Linked DNA regions of Gossypium arboreum: region 2 is linked to region 1. A link is a contact called in public Hi-C data. All regions are on one chromosome and are shown on one strand. The core of a region is the stretch at or near the end of the contact, and the rest is flanking DNA. Distances in the headings are between cores, read along the strand shown. Region 1 holds the start of LOC108479882. Region 2 holds the start of LOC108476765 (kinesin-like protein KIN-7H).

What was found. Hi-C and Micro-C count contacts between places; a contact is called where the count stands out from the background.
Region 2: a Hi-C map of leaf shows a contact between it and region 1, with 4 times the contacts expected there. The contact joins the promoter of LOC108476765 here to the promoter of LOC108479882 in region 1. A contact is called at or near these places in 2 of 5 Hi-C or Micro-C datasets (both in leaf).

Annotation. Positions count from the first base shown.
Region 1 is chr12:14,258,984-14,264,759 of ASM2569848v2, reverse strand. LOC108479882 reads left to right here and starts at 4,148. Exons shown (of 5, transcript XM_053022866.1): 1 at 4,148-4,407; 2 at 4,538-4,588; 3 at 4,695-4,779. The coding sequence starts at 4,369. LOC108478601 (NAC domain-containing protein 37-like) reads left to right here. Exons shown (of 4, transcript XM_017781067.2): 2 at 1-72; 3 at 229-503; 4 at 1,286-2,033. The coding sequence ends at 1,897.
Region 2 is chr12:14,409,535-14,416,180 of ASM2569848v2, reverse strand. LOC108476765 (kinesin-like protein KIN-7H) reads left to right here and starts at 4,754. Exons shown (of 15, transcript XM_017779083.2): 1 at 4,754-5,037; 2 at 5,444-5,532; 3 at 6,065-6,282; 4 at 6,428-6,517; 5 at 6,596-6,646. The coding sequence starts at 6,072.

The DNA.
Region 1 (5,776 bases), core at 2,899-5,398:
CTTCCCAGAAGATTGATCTTGATGTTATCACAGACATTGATCTCTATCGAATCGAACCCTGGGATCTTCAAGGTTCTTTTCCCTTTTTTTTTTTTTTTCTTTTAATCAGTTTCCACTCTCGGTTAAGATGGATCCACCAGGTAGGGTTTAAATAACCCTAGACATGGATGTTAACCCTAGAATTTATATATATATAAGTAATAAGATGTTAATATTGGTGATGAGCAGAGAGATGTCGGATCGGATATGAGGAGCAAAAGGAGTGGTATTTCTTCAGCCACAAGGATAAGAAGTATCCAACAGGGACAAGGACCAACAGAGCAACCATGGCTGGTTTCTGGAAAGCAACGGGGCGAGACAAGGCGGTGTATGATAATAAATCAAAGCTCATTGGCATGAGGAAAACTCTTGTTTTCTACAAAGGGAGAGCTCCAAATGGCCACAAAACTGACTGGATCATGCATGAATACAGGCTTGAATCCGACGACAATCGACCTCCTCAGGCAAGCACTCATATCATTACTATATTTAATTAAGTTTTTCTTTTTCTCTCGGATTATCAGTTTGTTTTTTCAATTAAATTTATTAAAATAAAACAGACAAATAATATCTGCAATTATAACAATACATCACACGATAATATTCAATCATAAACTCTTTACAATGAATCCAACTTTTAGTGACGAAATAGATTGGTAATATTATTATTATAAAAAATAAAGTTGAATTTGCCCCCACTATAGAATTTATATGATGGAAGGAATCAGTTTTTTGGTTTCCATATGAAGACCATTTGTACTGAAATGTCAACATAAATGCCTCCACCAACATCAAAGTCAAAAAGGTGATTAGTATTTTTTTTTTTTTTGATAAAGTATAATTTTTCATACCAAAACATACTATGCTTTCTTTCCATTCCTTTTCTATCATGAGCTTCAGTATGTCAAAAGCAAAATCCTACTTCTCATTTATACTTTTCATCTATTATCATCTTATTTAGTCATGCAATATCTGCCCACTTCTCTTTACCAAACACAAGAAAAGGAAAGGCACTTTGTTAATGGCCAGACCTTAGTTTTATCCTCGACCAGCATATAGGTCATTGACGAGGAGCATATTATCATTTGAGCTAAAATGAGGTATGGCATAAATTATGAGGTTGAGTCAGAACATATGCAAACTCTTCAATACTCTTAACAGAATCATGAAACAGAACTTCAATCTAGGACAATATTAAACTTATCTAGAAATATTAATAAATAACAATTTCTTAAAAGTTTTGCAGGAGGAAGGATGGGTCATTTGTCGAGCTTTTAAGAAAAAAATAAGTGGTCAAGCCAAGAGCATTGAAGGGTGGGAGTCGAGGTGCTTCTATGATGAACCAAGTGGTCTCAGCTCCGTGATTGATCCAATGGAATACTTATCAAAACAACCCCAGAAATCTTTACCCTATTGCAAAGAAGAGACAGAGTCAGATAATTTAGACTTTGTTTACTGTGATCAGTTTGTAGAGCTTCCTCAGCTAGAGAGTCCATCTTTGCCATTAATAAATAAGCCAGTCTCCATATCTCTCATATCAGAGAATATAGTCAATTATGGAGAAGAAGAAGAAGAAGAAGCAGATAAAAAAAGAATGTGCAACGGCAACACCAAGAAAGTGACTGATTGGAGAGCCCTTGATAAGTTCGTTGCTTCACAACTGAGTCATGAAGATAGATATAATAATGGTGATCAAGAAGGAGCCTCAATCTCAAGCTTTGATGCCAATAACAGTAGTAACTCAGACATGGAAGCATTGCTGTTATTGCAGAGTAGTAGAGAAAGGGACAAGTTGAAGGAGCTCTTGAATTCAAGTACTTCACATTGTGAGGTGGGAATAAACATATTTGATCAATGAAAAGGAGATGATCAAGAGGCTTTATCGCTTAATTAGTATTAATTATAAACAGTTGGTGCATAATGAGACATACTTTTGTAAAAAAATATGGTTGTGAAATGAGTGAAGAAATTCTCTCTATTTATCTCTCTCGAAATGCTTGCAAATCTTTCACATCAGCTGTGATTAGTAATAAGCTTATGTTTCCAAGGTTTAAAAATCGAAATTTAATGTAGACTGAACTATAAGTAGAATACCAGTTTCGGAATCAGATATTATCATTTTACCATTAATTTTGAAATTCCAACAAGAATTTAGTTGGGAAATAAAAACCCACACTTTCTTGTTCATATTTAATTTGATTTTCTTGGCAACCAAACGTGATAGAGTAGGAGCAATGAATCTCCATTATACAACAGAGAAAAAAAAAACATAGAATTAGCGCTGGGTGAAGGCTTGGTGGGACCATGGTTTGTCTAGCATGCGGTGGGCAACGTGGCTCCTGTTGGGGCATGCCTTGCAATTGTGTTTATGGACAAGGGGTGTGTGTGTATGTATGTTGATGGCTAGCCCTCCCATCCCATGTCGTCTTAGTTCCATACATCAATAAAACCAAACAACAACTACATAATTATTTTCTCTAGCTAGTTACTGTTGTTATTATAATGAAGAGATAATTAATTACCTTTTGTCTGTAACAATTGCACAAAGTCCTCGAGAAGTTGCTTTGCCAAAAGTGATTCAGTTGGTGTAATGGTTGACCAAAACAAAGCATCCTTTTGGAGAACAATGATGTTCATCATAGCACACTAACAAAGCAAAGCAGACCCCATGCTTGATGAGCTTTCCTTCATGCAAAAGATAAGGTAGAGAATAAAATGTAATTTGAGGGTAGAGAAGAGATGACATGTTCACAAGCTTTAACCAATCACAAACTTTGGTATGTCAATGTGATTAAAAGGGAAAAATATTTGCTTTTTCTCACTGAAATGACAGAGCAGCTTCAATACAATGATGTCTGCATTGTTACATTTTCGTTCAAACTTTCAAGGCATGGCCAATGTATATAATAATCTTCCACATATTCTTTAGAGTTGAAACTATGGCCATCCTTCAAATTATTGGTAGTTTACTTCTTATCCCCACTTTACATTTACTAAATCATAGATTAAAAAGTTAAAAAGGTTATGAATCCCATGCGGTGACCTAATAGTTAAAGAGTGTTCATTATCTCAGGTATTGTTTGAGTTTGAGTCATGCTAGTCACATTGATTGTTTGAGCTTTACTCTGTTATTATAATTCATAATAAATAAAAAAATAAAGGTTACAATATGATCAAAGTTCTTGTACTATTCATACTTTTATTTTCAAGAAAAATACTCCCTTATTACCCATGTAACTAAGGATCCAAAACTAGGGATGGATCCGGAGGGGCATGAGGTAGTTCCTCCTTTCAGATTTATATTAATTTGTTTCTATTTTAAATATAATTAAAAAAAAAACTACACAATATGAAAATATTAAGTAATTAAAATGTATTATTTAATAAGTGAGATATATCTAATAAATGTATATCATTTAAAATATACAAAAATATTTAGATTTTTAATAATAAACTTTAAAAATTAATTAATCCGTTTCAATCAAAATTAAAAATGGAATTTTTGTTTCTTTAAAATCTTAGTTATCAATTTTTTATTCAAACTTATATTATGTATAATTATTAAATATATATTTTATATTAAATACAATAAACTCATGCATCATAAAAGATGCTAACTAGTTAACTTCAATTTGTCAAAGATACAAAACCCTCATTCCAGCATAAGCAAAATACATATAATATCAACTCTGTATTTAATTTATTGAAACGTGTGTTAAGTTCTTGAAGTTGCATATCTATAATAATATAAAATAATTCCACAATGTTTATTTTTTTAACACAACAATGATTCCATCTCGAACTAATTGGCCACAACTTTATATTCTATAAAGATGAATATTACTTACCGTATGAGTTTTCTTCTTTAACCTCCCTTTTGGTAACAAACTCATCATTCATATGGCTAAAGGGCTTTAAAAATATTAAAATCTGTCAAAATTTTATGGGTTCAAGAAAATTAAATGCTAAAAAGTCATTGTAAACAAATTTTTGAAAACAACTCAATTGTGATCAATTGATTAGGTGTTTTTTTTTTTTTTTTCAGTTTGTTTAAACTTGTGGATGAATCGACTGTTTAGCCGAGTCTAATTTGAATTTGAGTAAAAAAAATTATCTTTAAAATGATTCAAATTAGGTTGAACTTTGAATTTAAATGGAAGAATTTTTTATTTAAAATTTATTTATAAAAATAAATATCAATATAAAATTGTTATTTAAATTGGGCTGTGAAAACCATAAACCAAACGCGACACGTACACAACAACAAACAAAGTACCAATATACTTTGACGTTGTTTCTGCATTTTTTTTTTTTTTGAAGCTTTCGGCAATGGGCGCCTCTGAATCGTCTCTCGCAGCTTATTCACTGGTAAGTTTCCGGTTTGTAGAGATATTTTGGTACCTCACAAGCTGGGTTCTTTTGAGTAATATCTTAATTGTTTAATTAACATTGATTATTGGCAAAGAGTTCGGCCGATCAAATCTCCACTATTTCTCAGCGATCGGAAACAGTCGATCCGATTTTAGAGAAGCTTAAATCCCTTAGAATTGTAAGCTTTATTCTTGAAATTTGCCCTTAATATTTCACCCATAAAATAAAGACATTTAAAGAGTTTCCTTTTCTTTTGTCATTTTTTTCCTCCCTTCGAATTATAGACATCTCCTATACTGACCACACCGCCAACGGATGGTAGCTTAACGGACATTTTAGTGCGAAGACCGTCGTCATCTTCATCTCAAGGTGGGCCTTAAGTGAAAAAGCGATTTGTTCTCTCAATTGTTTTTTTTCTTTTCTTTTTTGGAAATTTCTTCACTTTTTGATTGTTTCATAGCCTTATATTAGAGTTACTAGTGCAAACTCCATATAGATGAAGCCTTTTTACTTAAATTGGAACTGGTACTCGTTGTAATAGGTTTCAATTTAAATATCTTTTTGTTCTTTCCGGAAACAAATAGGGATTGTGCTATTATTTGCATAGCAGGGGCCCAAATCCTGTCTATGAAACATTTAGCTAACAGTAGGCACCTGCTATTTACTATTTCATTCATAGTGAAATGTAGGTTGCTGTCGTGGAAGAATTTTGTGTGATGAATGTTAATAAATGGTAAGATCACATCATATCTTACTGTCATCGAAATGTGTTATTTTGTAACTTTTTAGTTGGCTGAGTTGAGCATTTACAGGTTATCGAAACTCATAAGGCAGGCAATGAGCATAGATTAATTAGAAGACTAGCTTACCCTAGGGATTAGTATCAATTAGAGTAATGCATTAGATTCTATGGAATTCAAACAAGATGGATTTTTGTCTTCTCTGCATTTTTGTGAAACCATGTAGGGGGCATATAATGTTACCTCTCGTAATGGAGTTATCAAGATGTAGGACATGTAGGAAGCATTTAGTTCGAGAATATAATATTACCTCTCCTAATAGAGTTATTGGGACATAGGATTACTTAGCACATTACTTGGCATGCTAGCTTACCTTGTTTTATTCATTAAGTTGGAATATAATATTTTATTATTTGGCTGTAGGATATTAGATTACTTAAAAGCATATTTTACTAAATTGTCTTTAATTATAATTAAGATGAACATAGTTCAAGTTAATTAAAACACACACTTATAATAATAACTAATTGGAAATTAAGGTAATATAATTGACAAAATGTAATATAATTAAGGTTGTCATTATCATATGACATTAGGTTGTAAAGGGATTGAGTTTATATCTTAAA
Region 2 (6,646 bases), core at 3,505-6,004, 150 kb before region 1:
GAATTTGCAAAAAAAAAAAAACTTGCAGTTTTGTTGCTGTTTTTCTACTGTTTTGCTGTCATTTCACTATTATGTTACTACTATTTTGTTGTTATTGTTTGGATATTGTATAACTCTTGTTTTATTGTTAATTTTGTTACTATTTTAGAGGTATTTGCTTATTAAGTTACATCTATTTTAGTGTTATTTAAGTATAAATATTTTTTTAAATTTTATTTTTAATTTGTTGGGAAACATTTATTTTAATATTTTTAGTGTTTTTAATGTATTATATATTTTTATTTTTATATATAAAAATAAAAAAATAAATTATTACGAGTGGCCTGAGTTAGGTCTGGGTTTTAATATTTTTACCCAATTCGGGCTTAAACAAAAATTTAAACCTATTTTTGAGGACAAATTGTGTCTGGACTTATTAATAAAACCTAGAATTTTAAAAGGGTCAAACTTAAACCTAATCCAACCCGACCCAACGTAACCTATGGACAACTATTATAACTAAGGGCCTTCATTTTGTTAAGAGAGGAGGTAGGACAGCTGTCCTTTTTTCTTTTCCATTTTTTGTCATTGTAAGGTAATGATTTATTTTCAATTTTGATGCCTTTTTTAAGTTAAATTTGAGATTTAATCCCTACACGTTAATTTATCATAATTTGTTTCTCTTATTTTTATAATGTTAAGAAAAATATAACTAATACAATAATCCTGAGACAATATATAATTTTATTTATATATATATAGTCATTAAATATATAATAAAAGGTTAAATATTTGATATCATTCGATCTATTACTTCATGTAGCGTTTGAATTAAAATTTTGAAATTTAGATTTCAAAATAATATAAATTAAATAGTAAACTATTTAAAATGTAACATTCATGTTAATTTGAAATTCTTAAAATAATTTTGTATTTTACAAATTCATGTTGTCATAACTTTTAATATATATTATATTGAATTTAAACTTATTTGTTCATAATATATTATGCATTTCATATTTACCATTTACGCAGTAAATAAAATTTAAATTCTCAAATCCATTCCTATATGGAGCATTAATGAATTATATAATTCATATTCGAATAATAGATTTATTGTTTAGCATTGATTTATACTGCATACAAATATAAATTAAAGAATATAAATTACCAAAATTCATTTTAATTTTAATTCAAATATTTTAGATATTTGAATTTATTACTAACATTTGAATTACCCATAAAAATTGATATTTAAATTGAATATCCAATTTATATATTTAAAATTATTATTTGAACTTAAACTTCTTTCCAAAAATAAATTGATAAATTCTAACATTTTAAGAATTTAATTAATGAAATATTCTATTTTTAATTGTACAAGTGTAGAAAATTGGGAAGATATTATGATAATATTACTAAATGTAACATTTATTTTTATTTTTTTCTATACATAAAAAGAGAGAGTAAGAATTATATATTTTATGATAACAATAAATAGCGAATGATTGAAATTTATTGTATAATTTAAAATCGGTAATGATTTAAAAGTTAATTTAATACAATTAGAATTATATTTATAATTTAGAAAATAAAAAAGTATACAAATGTAATTATTAGTAATTTTATTAATATTTTTATAGTTACGAAATTGTTTAATAAATTTGATTTTTAATGAAACATTTCCGGGAGAAGAGAGAAACAATACTTGTATGTGTAAAAGGAATATGTAAAGGCCTTCCTTGTGTTGACACGTGGGACCTGGGTATGGTGTTCTTTCCTTCCTAACGTTATACAAAAGAGTTAAATTTTAATTTTGATTTTTTATTATATTTAAATTGAAGATTTAATTTTTAATTAGTTTAAATAGTTGTTTTTATTAATTTTTTATTAAAAGGTTATGTTATTATATATAATTTGAATACTAAGAGTATTGGTGGGTGACACATGACCTTTTATGTCTTTCGAGTTTGCTTTATTCTTCTTTTTTTTTTTTTTATATTATAAGACAATTGTCAAATTTTAATTTTGACCCTATATTATTTTAAAACTTGAAATTTAATCTATATATTTTAATTCTTAATATAAATTGATCCATCTATTTTTGTAATACCTAAATAGTTAATATTGTTAACTATTTCAATTAAAATCTTGGCGTTAATTTTCCAATAGAATACTATTCCCACAAAAAATATTTTATTATGATGAGTTCTTATTTGTCTTTTTTTTAAAAAAATCTATATAAATATTTTCAATGTTATTTTTATTGTTCATTACAAACAAGTGAATTTTTTTAAAATTTTAAAATATCATATCAATAAATTCAACGGAATAATTTTAACACGGGTAACAATTAAATTTAAATTTTAAATTTAAAATACCAAATTCTTGAATATAAAAATAAAAGACTAAATTCTAAATGTAAGTGTAATATAAAAATTATAATATTATATATTAACATTTAAATTTTCACTTTATAATTTAATACAAAGTGAAGTTGGAAAGTGAGTGATGTGAAGTTTGTAGTATTAATTTGGAGAAACGTCACCTATGTAATTATTGGTTGGATTAGCATGTGCAAACGAATTAAACCCACCTTTATGTCTCACCCAAGTTGAAAACTATAAGGGCTACCTGTTCCACTAATTGCATGTTATGTAGCTCTCTCTTTTTCTTTAATTATATATATATATATTTACTAATATTGATCATCAACCTAATTCACATCACCGTTGTCCTAGGCCTTCATGCTGGAATTAATCATTTAAGAAATAGGGATTCTACTCTCTTTCATAGAAATATTGACACTTGTCATCACATCTTTATTTTATGTTTTCCTTTATTAAATCCAAAATCCTCCTCTATAATATTCTATAATCATATTACACATATATCTATTAATTTATTCCATAAAAAATATGTTGTTTTATTTATTGAGTCTACAAGTTTAGAAAGATTTTTAATTATTCATAATTTTTTTTTTGTAAATATAAGAATAAATACACCTTAACGCGTTTAAATCTATGTTCTCCTTCTTTGATAACGATATCAACGCCAATTAAACTAAAACTCAGTTGGCATATTTAAAAAAAATTTGTGAATATAAACGAAGTTATACTAGACCACATAAGAAACCATAAAATGAAGGAGAGATGTCATGTAGTGAAGTAGTCAAGGGTTTAACGCGCACCACAAAAACCTTATTTGAAATGCCCTCCAAATTCAGGCACCATTACCATTTGCCAGGCTAGGGCTTGGGGGCTCACTTCATATGTTATGCACCAAATATTGAAACCAAAACAGACTGATATGTACCAATCTTTGTAGCCAATGAACCCCACATGATTGAGTACCTCTACATCTTCTATTTACTGTGATATTTTTCTTTGACTGATATGCCAAAAAACAAAAGGAAATACAAGCAACAAGAATCTAAAAAACAAAAACAAATCAAGACAGATCCGAAACAATGGATTGAATCACAATATTATAGAGGTTGAAGACCCCATTTTCAAAATTTAGATGCAATGCAAGACTTGAACGATACTTCATGGCCATCTTTATTCTTTGGTTTTCGGGATAAAATAATGACAATGGTAACCCAATTACTAAGAAAGAATTGTTGCCAAACTTATATGGTTGTTACAATGTTTTCAAAGCAAAAGATGGATGCTAATAATCAAATATGAATGTGATTTTGATAAACTAGCAAACAATCACCATCTTGTCCTCACTATTTGAAAGGACTTCTGAAAATATTATTCGGAAGCTAAATCAGATTAATTTAAATATCTAACAACTAGTCATTGCTTTATTTAATCTTCACAAACATACGGCTGTTTATCATTAATTGGTTAGGTTACATAATTACAAGCAAGTTTTAACCATTTCTGGTGGTTTCCAAGTCATATTAAAGTACAAAAGTGCTATCTAAAAATACATAAAAAAAAAATATAAATTTGAATGCGTTGAAGTATATTATCAAAATAATTTATAGCTATTCATATTTCATCTCTTTTCAATTCAAATCCAATATCTATTTAATTCCAACTTTATTTCATTTGAACGAACCAAAGCCTTTTATACAACATTCGGACCCATATGTTTGAAACAATGTTGGTTGGGTTTATTTGCATTTCAAGGAACAGGATAATATGAAAAGAAAACATATATCCATACACCTAATTCAATAATATTGAAACCATGTGCTACAAAAGAAAAAAAGAAGAAATAAATGAATGCTCTATTCTTGTAATTGTACCCAGAAAAGAAATTATTTTCAACTTTCTTTCTTAGAGAGAGATAAGGCATTGTGTTGAGGGAATAAAAATGGGAATAGCACATGCATGCAATCTAATTTTTTAAGAACACAAATCTTACAAATTATATAATAATGACATTTGGTATACCAAATTTAAGGTTCTTTGCCAACAAATTATTTCAGAAACACAAGCATATGCATGGGCCTCCATTCGTCTTTGGAGGAGTGGAATATGCTAAGCAATGGCTTTTCTCACCACATGGGTTGGGGATGCTGCAATTATTAATCTTTGGGTTTTGGTCAAAGGGGTCCCCCTGCATTCTATCTGTCTTTAGCAGCTTTTGTTTGCCTCTGTGTTTTGCATGGAAGAAAAATCCCAATGACAATAAATACATTAGACTAAAAAGTCAGCAAATAAGTGAAGACTTTTCCTATATAAATTAAATATAATTCCTGCTTTTATCTATAATTCTCCAGCACTTAAATCTCAAACTGGTAGAGATGACTAAAACATGATGCTTTGTGTTTTTACTGCCATTTTTATGGAAAAATGTTTAATGTAGAAAGAACATAAAAGGAAAAATAAAACCCTGCCATGTGCAGGTTAAGTACCATATTTGAACCCATCAACCTTCGTGAATCATATACTTTAGCACTTACTCAAAGATGGGAATCTAATTTAGATTCATTTTATAATAACTTTTTTCTTTTTGGTTTAGAAAAGCTAGTTTTATCTGGAACCCTTGAGCAATAATTTAATGCAATGAGTAACAAGGCTTGGTTGCTAAGCAAATTAGGTACAGCTTTATTTTTGCTTTAATGGCCAAAACTGCATACTCATCACCTTCTTCTGTTATGAAAAAGCATTTTTCATTTGGTTTTAATTCAAAGATTAATTATGTTTTCACCTTAAGAGCAGCCTCCAAAATCAACTAACAATCAAACAAAGAAGCAGACGCCATAACCGCATCAATATCTCACAAACTTTTTTGCATTAAAAACCCCAACTTCCCTCTTAAGAGAATTAAACATCATGAATTTCCTTCTCTTTCACTCTCTGTTTGCTTTATTTTTTAAAAAATTTCTGTCATAGAAATTTCCTTTTTTCTTTTGTTTGCATGCAAATGCAGCCTGGTATGAAAGCTGTTTGAAGTTTGAAGTAAGAAAAAGAGTTGAACTTGTGCTGTAATTCTGTGTGTGCAGAAAGGATATTCAATTTTGTTTCTTTAGCTCTGCATTTGGAATTTGAGGGAAATATCAAAACATTCCTTGAAACACCCTTCAATCCCAAGGTAAAAACTTCTTATTTCTCAAACTATTTTAATTTTAATTTCTTTTTCTTTTATATTAAATTCAAAAGATTCTGTTTTTAAATAGTGTGAGAATCTGACTCTGACAGTCTGTAATTAGAGACCATCTTGGAACAATCCAAAGTCTTGTGTCTTAGAACAGTCCAAAGTCTTGTATTAATTAAAAACTCTAATTAAGTAGTCTGGCCGGATGGCTGTTGACTTAAAGAATTATTGTAGCCGGTGATAAAGGGCACAATTTCTTTTCACCAATAATTTGTGTTTACATTGACATGGGGCGGTGTGGTTTCTGGGTTAAGACAAGTTACTGAAGAAAAACAAATGTTGGGTGAATTTAGCACTAACCCATGATTAGTTTGTTGATTTCGGACAATGATGTTGGGTGGTCCTTATACCAACAGAAGCTTCATTGTCAAACCGTTTGAATTAGTGATAGGGAGCTTAAGTAAAGAAGCAAGCGTTGCTGATGTTTTGATGGTATTATTTGTAGCAATTTGAATTTTGGTGAGTGCAGTTGAGAGATGGGGATGGATGGTGGAGAAGAGCAAATGCAAGAGCCAGCAGGCTGCAAGGAAAGAATTTTCGTTTCGGTTCGTTTACGCCCTCTCAATTACAAGGAAATAGCTAGGCACGATGTATCAGACTGGGAATGCATCAATGATAACACAATCATATACCGGAACAGCCTTTCGGTTTCCGAGAGATCAATGTACCCAACTGCCTATACTTTTGGTAAGAGTTCAGATTTCAGTTCTTGTATGTTTGATTGCATTCCTCAGTCTATCATTTATTGGCATTTTTATCATGTATGGAGATGAGACCAGCATTTTCTAATAGTGATACTCTTTTCATTTCATGGGTGGTCTGCCGATTTTAGACCGAGTTTTTAGCCCTGATTGCCCCAACCAGCAAGTGTATGAAGCAGGAGCAAAGGCAGTTGCTATTTCAGTTGTCAGTGGTATAAACTGTGAGTGCATCTCTTTTTAGACTCCCCATACCTTCCTGATCTCCTCTCTCAATTCTTTAACATTTAACTATTTTTCAGCGAGTGTTTTTGCCTATGGACAAACAAGCAGCGGAAAGACATATACGATGA